Regions from separate parts of the Mus musculus genome. Here region 2 is linked to region 1. A link is a contact called in public HiChIP or PLAC-seq data. All regions are on one chromosome and are shown on one strand. Each heading gives the region's core, a stretch centred on a gene start, on an enhancer-like site or on the middle of the called end of the contact. The rest is flanking DNA. Distances are from core to core; before and after follow the strand shown. Region 1 holds the start of Ubxn2b (UBX domain protein 2B). Region 2 overlaps Nsmaf (neutral sphingomyelinase (N-SMase) activation associated factor).

Region 1 (4,034 bases), core at 1,021-3,520:
GGAAATACATAATGCTCAAGTCCCACTCTGTACCTATTAGATATGGGTATGAGCGCTAGTGTCTGCTTTATCAAGCCTTTCCAGGGACATTATTTCACTGAGAACCAGTGATCTAGATAGCCTCAGACAAGTTTACTCCTCCCCAAATGCTAATCTGGATGGAAACACGGAATTAAGAGCAGCAATCCTGTTGATATTATTCTGGAGGAACATTGGGAAATATGCAATTAAATACCTTAAACAACTTTAAACCCTATGACGAATTGCCTGGAGGACACTACACAACAGCCTTAGAAACAGTCCAGAAGTCACAACAGAGAGACACTTCAGGAGATAACTATATAGCCCTCTTCCTAAAACCCTCCTTCCTGATGTAGAGGCTGACAGACTATTCTGAATGGCAGCTGAGATAGATTTCTGTTCAGCTGGTCATTAATTCACTGGTTTTTATCTCCTACCTGATGCTGATCTCTGCATTCTCCAAGTTCATCTTCTGAACTGCCTTTGTTTTGTTTTGTTTTGTTTTGTTTTGTTTTTTGCTTTGTTTTATTTTGTTTTTTTGTTTTTTGTTTTTTGTTTTTTTTTTGGCATTCAGTGATGCTTCAAACTATGCTTAGTTCTCCAAACAGTTATGAAGGTGTCCAAAAGGTTATATGTGGTTAAAATAGAGACTGTTCAGGACAATTAAACCTAGATTATTCATAAAACAAAATAGAATTCCTGAATGAGGCAGCTTCTAGACCCAGAGCATGTTGGGAAAACTCCAAGTGACAATAAGATGTGACTTTATGAAAACTAGCAAGCCAGACACAGAAAATACACTGCCTCACTAGTGTGCTGTTTAGTTTTATGTCAACTTGACAAAGCCAGAGATATCAGGGAAAGGGGGGCTCGATGAAAAAAAAATGCCTTCATAAGGCTGTAGGCAAGTCTTTGGAGCATTTTCTTAATTAGTGATGGATGGTGGAGGGCCACACACACTATGGGTGGTGCCAAACCGGGGCTGTGAGCCCAGGGTCCTATAAGAAAGCAGGCTGAAGAAACCTTGGGGAGCAAACCAGTACGTAGCACCCTTCATAGCCTCTGCATCGGCTCCTGCCTCCATGTTCCTGCTCTGACGTCCTGTCTGATAAGGAACTGTGAGTGGAAGCATGAGTCTTTCCTCCCCAAGCTGCTTTGGTCATGGTGTTTCATCACAGTGACAATTACTCTAAGATAACGAGCTAACTGGCTCCGGGGTCACCGGAACCAACCAGTGCTCAATTAATACCATTAGAATTCTGCATTGGCTTGGTCTGTAAAGCTGCTTTACAAGCCTGTTTCAAATCTGAGACCTTTCACAAAATTTGATAGCACACAACAGTATCCACTACTACTTCTGGATTTGATGTCCTATTTGTATCCACATTTCCCAGAGCTTCAGCACAAAGTTAGAATGGCAAACGGTCAGTACGTCTGGTTACAGAATGAAGACCTGCTATAAAAATGCTCTGTCAAGGTTTGCGAATCCAGGCTCATTTATTCTGAACTATAACCCCTAATATATGTTTAATCGTTTGAGTTTTATCAATGATTTCATGAGGAGATAGAAAAAAAAGGCTAAAATGGACAAGCAGTATTAGCATCGGACAAGTGTTTAGCTAATGCCAGCATCCTAACATTGCTGAGTTTTATTTCTGTTAAGCTGTTTTGTGAACTCTTTCAAGCGAGCTGTGACCAAAGCCTGAACTGTTTTAAGCTCTCCCCTGCAAAACCGCAGGCTTTTGGAGAAGAAAGTGCTTTTAATGTATAAATCATCAAACGTGAAAAAGCATCCAGGAGAACAAACCAGCACGCGTCATTTTTAAAGTTACTTTTTTAGTGATGGCTGATTTATCACTGGCCACAGCAACTCCCCAAATGCAGGCAGCATCAGCTGGGAGGCACCCAGATGGCTCGGCAAAATGACATTTGCTTTGTGCATCCAGCGTGAAGGGAACCCCTGTACCGCCGCCTGAGGCTAGGGCACAGGATTCCACACGCACCCCTCCGCAATGCGCCTCCAGGAGAGACCCTCCAGTTCTCCGGAGACAGGCTCAGGTGAGGTACAAAGTGGCTCTGGCCCGCGCCCGCCATGCCCACGCCCTCTCGCCCGCCGCCGCCGCGCTCCATGCCTGCGCACCTGTAAGTCCCGCGCACTTGGGGGCCGTGGCCTGGAGGACCCACGCTCCTGCTCCTCCGGCTCCGCACGGCCACCCTCCGCCATCTTTCACCCGCTTGCGGCGCCTGCCCCGGACCGCGACTTCCGGGGTTGGTTGCTTAGCGACTGTGGAAGGGGCGGAGCCACTCCGTGACTCCCACTGCCTTGGAGAGGGGGCGGAGCCGTGCCGGGTTCGTGGTGTTCCTCCGGGCTCCTTTTCCCCCCACCAGCCGGTGCGCACTCGCTGTAGGGTTCCGGTCCGCAGGGCTCGCCAGTTTTTCAGTTTTTGAGATCTCTCTATAGTCACCATTCGACTCGCTGGGAGATGCTGTAGGTTGCCTTTAGAGCGCAGCGTTGTCTTCCAAGTTCATTTAACTCAACAATGCAATATCTTAGCAGATGAACAACTCCACCTTTCATTTCCCCTTATCTGTCATTTTCCCTTATCCAGGATTGGATGGTAAATTAGTCCTTCTGAGTGGATCCGTATTGAGGATAGGAAACACGGTAAAGCTTTTGGCAATGAGAATGGAGACTCTTAAGCCATCTTCTTTTCTGCTGGGATTGACTTAACTCTCATCTTAAGTCCCAGACACTTACACCTCCAAGAATTGCCTCCCAAGAAAAAAAAAAGAAGCCTTTATGAAATTTATAAGCTAGGAAGGGAAAGAAAGATATAAGCAGGTAACAGAGTACACTTTACTTTGCAAAGAGTATTTATTACTCGCGGACTGTATGTGAATGGAGAATACTCTCTTGGTGCCTGTTGTGTGTACCATGCTAGGTGGGAGCCTACAGCCTGCTGCCTTGGCTGTTCTTTGAGTTTCGAGCACTTAAAAAAAATAAACAAAAACAAAAACTTATGAGGTAGAGAAGATGAAACTGAGAGGTCTGCAACAGACCTTTTAGAATTAAATCCACATCTTAGCTACTTTTCTTGGTTGCCCCTGGTATGTAGATACAGCCACACAGGCTTTCAGGTTTCCCACGAAGACGCTAATCACATGATTGTTTTAAAAAAAATAAAATGTGTGTCCTTTTCTCCTGAAAATTTATTTAGTTCAGTTTTATTTTCAGCTTGAGACTCAGAAGGCAAAGGATAATGGTCCCTCTCCCCAGTTCAGTTAACTCAACAGTGCTCCACTCATATTGCTGAGTATGTAATGATGTACTTGAGCGAGGCAAATGATAATTAAACTAGAAACTAGCAGTACAAGTTACCAAACCTTGCATTGCTGTCTTGATACACATTCTGCCTTAAAAATTCCCATCATGTTTTTGACAAGAAATGACCTTTTAATGTTGGGCCTTGAAGGAGAAGAACTTTTCACAGTTGTTGGGCCAGGAAAGACCACAAGTAAAAAGTCACAGATAAGTTCTAAGACAGATAATGGAAACATCTTACACATGTCAGCAAAATACTACCTGGTTGTTTAGAAATGATTTTTTTTTTTAGAAGCGATTATGAGGTGGTCAGAAAGAGCCTTAGACTAGAGTTTTGGGCTAAGTTAGATTCTGATGTGTAAGCAGCCAGGCTTATTTACTGGGCCAAGGTCACCAGATGTGGCCTTGAGTAATGAAAATCAGTCCAACTGGAGAGACCACAGCAAGACTGAGACTGTGACAATTCTTTTCAATTTTTTTATTAGATATTTTCTTCATTTATATTTCAAATGCTATCCCGAAAGTCCCTTATACCCTCCCCCCACCCTGCTCCCCTACCCACCCACTCCCACTTTTTGGCCCTGCCATCCCCCTGTACTGGGGCATATAAAGTTTGCAAGACCAAGGGGCCTTCCTAGGCCATCTTCTGCTACTAGAAGAAGATGCAGCTAGAGACACAAGCTCTGGGGGT
Region 2 (4,034 bases), core at 1,130-3,629, 240 kb before region 1:
ATCAGACTTTTCCTTGTTATAGTAGCACTTCATCTTAGAAGGTCCCCACTTAGAAGGACTTAGAAGGACTTCAGGACCCGTCTCAGTCACCCACTTTGTAATTAATGCTGCCAGTTCTTCCTTTGCCCATAGGTGATTCAAAGTATGTTGCTTAGTTTTCACACAGCTGAGGATTTTATAGCTATCTTTCTGTTGCTGGTTATTAATAATTGATCAGTAAATATGTTTTGTATTTCACTCCTCTGGTGTGAATTTTGAATTTTGAATTTGTCTCATAGTCCAATACATGGTCGCTCTTGGTGAATATTTCCTGGTTCCTGGTAGGAAACTTATACAGTTCTTGAGTCCCTGTCTGCAGTACTGGTTCCCTTTTAGTTGGCTGAGGGTCCTTCCAAGGGTGCAGACCATTGTGGTGCTTGCTTGATTCATTTGTCATTTGCTGGAGAGACACACTAAAGCTGACAGCGACAATTGTAGAATTACTGGAGCTGTCCAAGCCTAGAGACTGTCTCACCACTGTGAAGCCACCCTCCTCCTGCCTCTGACCTGTTGGTCTGTTTCTTCCCTCTTGCAGTCAAGGTCATTTAAATAAGTTTGCATTCTTGGGTTTCTGATTGGTTCTAAGGACTCATGAGGATGATCCACTTGCCAGTTGATTTCTATCATTGGGCAAGAACTTCAGGGGTCCCTTCGCGTTTTCACATACTCAGAGGAAAGTTTGTGCCAGTGTCACGCCCTGGAAACAAGATTCTTTCCTTAGTTATCTCGGTGCCAGGACTGAGCCAGGCTCCAGCATGATCAGCGCTGCTCTAGCACCGAGCTGCACTTCTAGACCCTGAGATTTACTGTTAATCCAGTTATTTAACAAAGTAATCATCCAAGAATATTGATAATTTAGTTGTTTCCACACTACTTTTTAAATTCACAAATCAGAAATGGAGTTATTTTTTAGTTAAGCATTTTAGGAGTAGAAAAGGCATCTTTGAGTGGTTTTATATGGAGAAATGAAACTGACCTAAAAGCAATTGTAATTATGTGTTCTAACCCTGATAAAGGAAGTGTGCTAAGGGTAGGGTCTTTCTCTGTGGCCCAAGCTCCTGTCTCAGCTTCCTCCTAGTGCTGGCATAAAACGTAGCACCGCTGCTCTTTATGTAGGCTCTAAAAGTCGGTCTTAACAATATAAAAGTAGGAAGTCACATGATGGAGAAAGAGCTTCAGGACTGATCAGTTAGGAGACATTTGTTTCTGTGATATGTAAGCTCTTCAATTAATAAACAAGCCAGGCCTCCATTGTGCCATTTGAAAGCATGTCAACCTTATTTAAGCAGCCACTTGATGACTGTAGTGTTTCGGCAGGTAAGCAAGCTCACTCACACTGAGGTTAAGCCGAGGCAGTGGATTGGTTCCTAACTTTTCTTACTTTTGCTGGAAACATCTTTGCAGGTTCCAAAGTGTTTCTGAAAAGCTGCACATGGAGTGCAAAGCAGAGATGGTAACACCTCTAGTGACGAACCCTGGGCATGTGTGCATTACAGACACCAGCCTGTATTTCCAGCCTCTCAATGGGTACCCGGTACGTAGATCTCGGGGCCATGTTCAGTGCTTGCTTCTGTCTTTCAGCTAAATTTTCCAGGAACCTGATGTTATAGTTACTATGCCCTCACATCTTGGGGAAGGTCAAAGTCGTTTGACAACCCTGTGTAGCAGTGTGGCTTCCTAGTGCCCTGTGTAGTTGGAGTAGATGCACACTCCCCCGTATTTCAGCCATTCTGAAGGACCTTGTACCCAGTAGTGCGTAAAGAAAGTCCGCCCCTCCTGACTATGGATGAGACTTCTCCTCCTGCTGGGAAGCTCGGGGTAAGACACCCAGAAAAGGCTGTGGTGAATGAGAAGCTGATGGTGAGAGGGGGACTGCTTGCTTCTCCTTCACTGCAGACAGTGGGTCTCTGGCTTCCGTGAGTGCTGGTGTAAGGTTCTCACAGCTAGTGTGGCATCATGTATGATGCCACAGTCAGCAGCTGTAGGACCGTCCCCTCCCACCATCTAGGAAATCATCTTCTCTTTGAGAACACTAGACCTAAAACTATGCCAGGAAGTGAACACAAACTCAGATCTCTACACCACACTAACACTAGTAGAGACTCACTGCTTGCTTTTCCAGAGATGGGCCTTTTCTGTGTGGGCCATGCTAGCAGGACAAGTCCCGTCTCTCTGGCCACACAGCTGTGCCGTTTGCAGGGAACCTTAACCACAGGGGGCGGGCATTTTCTGTGGAAGAAGAGAATGCTCTGGAAATTGTCTAGGCTTCATTGGCTCTAAACACCTCACTCAGACATGGTGTCATAACACTTTTGTTCACTAGATGGCGGCACATACTGGGCAAAGCTTCCAATGACATGGCACATGGCTGGCTGGCTTGGTGTTCTCTGATACTGGCTGCTACTGTTACTATTTTTGGTCAGAAACTTGCAGAAAATGTATGGCACCACAGCCTCAGGGGACACAGTGCACATGTGTTTATTCCCAACTCCTGGCCAGGCTTCCTCACTGATGCATAGCCTGGCTTTCCTGTCACCTGGGAGCAGGAATGTTGGAGCTCTGCCCTTTACCTAAGCATACAATATTTTCTAATTTTGACTCTCTCTTATTACTGTTTATTATTATTATTTCAAGTTCCAGAGAATCAATTTTTTTTCCTTTAAAAAAGTAACAGCTTTAATTATGTTTTAATTTATGAGCTTTAATACTCTGTAATATTAAGGAGATGAAAAACATAATTCTTTAAAATAAAAAAGATGATAGGGAAAAGCAAGCCCTAGAGAAACTCAGGGCTGGAGCAATGGTTCAGTAGTTAAGAGCATGTGCTGCCAGCCATGAGGACCAGAGCTAGAACCCTGGCACCCACAGCACATGGCATCCCATGCATCCCAGAAACCTCAGCGCAGAGCTGGGTGGAGACAGGTTCAGGGAGAGACCCTGCCCCAACAGATAGGTGGAGAGAGAGCAAGAGCGAGAGAGAGAGAGAGAGAGAGAGAGAGAGAGAGAGAGAGAGAGCAAGGGGCACCTGATGAATCCTCCTGGCCTTCACATATGAGTGAAGATGCATGTAGCCCTACATACTTAGGTGCCTGCAGACACTCTAAGGTACATCGACAATCAGACAGACAGACAAATAATTTTCTAAAAGAACAGACTTTTTGAATAGCTATTTATGCTCATTCCTGAATGTTCCACACTATACACTAACCCTTGTGATACCTGAAAGATGAAGGTACCATTTTCATCTGAGATTACTGACAAGGGTTAGAAACGTGTCCAAGCTAAATGTGAAACCAGGTATGATTTGTCCAAGATCTCACCTAGGTGTTCACCTGCAGCGCAGTGGGAAGGCAAGGATGGGCTTCTCTTCCTCCCTACTGTAAGATACAACCAAACAGTTTCTAACTGAGCTACAGTTGTGACACTTGACACTGTCTCTGTGCTTTTTAAAGAAACCTGTGGTCCAGATAACACTGCAGGATGTCCGGCGCATTTACAAAAGGAGGCACGGCCTCATGCCTTTGGTGAGTTCGGTTGCCTGTGGGGGAGTCAAGTCTGCAGTGTAGCGGCTGAATGACTTGTAGGCCCCTGCACAGGCCTGGAAGCACACATGTGCAGTCTGTGAGCATGTGGAAGCTAGAAATTGATACAGGAATTACATTTCTGGAAATAAGAGGTTCTATTGCAGAAAATATTTTTTTGTTCAAAGAGCAAAACGCTGGAGAGTTCTCCAGCTTCTTGCTCGTGAGTTTTCAGAGCTTCTGGCCTGAGGCTAGACCAGTGTTTGCAGAGCAGTCCAGTGTGCCTCCACCTTGTACCCACTGCAGGTGGGTCTCAGAGTGAGACTGGGAGGACCCTCAAAGTCCTTTAGTACAGGGAGAGCGAACAGGCAACCAGCCACAGCGTTTAATGTAGCCTTTGAGCTCAATGAAAGAGAAATAGGGAAGACAACCATTAAGGCATTGGGCTGCCTCTTCCCACCACGTCCCTCACCG

Evidence for each region. HiChIP or PLAC-seq counts read pairs in DNA pulled down with a chosen protein or histone mark.
Region 2: a contact with region 1 is called in an H3K4me3 HiChIP or PLAC-seq map of bone marrow-derived macrophages, with 3 times the contacts expected there. The contact joins the enhancer-like site here to the promoter of Ubxn2b in region 1. A contact is called at or near these places in 15 of 39 promoter capture datasets (the 3T3-L1 cell line, 3T3-L1-derived adipocytes, the HPC-7 cell line and 10 more), 2 of 115 datasets of contacts at active chromatin or transcription factors (bone marrow-derived macrophages and fetal liver) and 3 of 9 other capture datasets (adipose tissue, liver and pancreatic islet).

What each region holds. Positions count from the first base shown.
Region 1 is chr4:6,189,341-6,193,374 of GRCm38.p6, reverse strand. It overlaps Ubxn2b (UBX domain protein 2B), which reads right to left and starts at 2,270. Exons shown (of 8, transcript NM_026534.2): 1 at 2,162-2,270. The coding sequence starts at 2,245.
Region 2 is chr4:6,425,931-6,429,964 of GRCm38.p6, reverse strand. Nsmaf (neutral sphingomyelinase (N-SMase) activation associated factor) reads left to right here. Exons shown (of 31, transcript NM_010945.2): 10 at 1,444-1,573; 11 at 3,492-3,563. Among named protein-coding and RNA genes, the nearest start is that of Nsmaf, 26 kb to the left of the region's middle. Within about 2 kb of position 2,379, at least 51 of the 459 cell types and tissues checked have an H3K27ac peak or open chromatin away from gene starts, as enhancers often do. A contact at or near this core is called in bone marrow-derived macrophages and trophoblast stem cells, where this site is marked.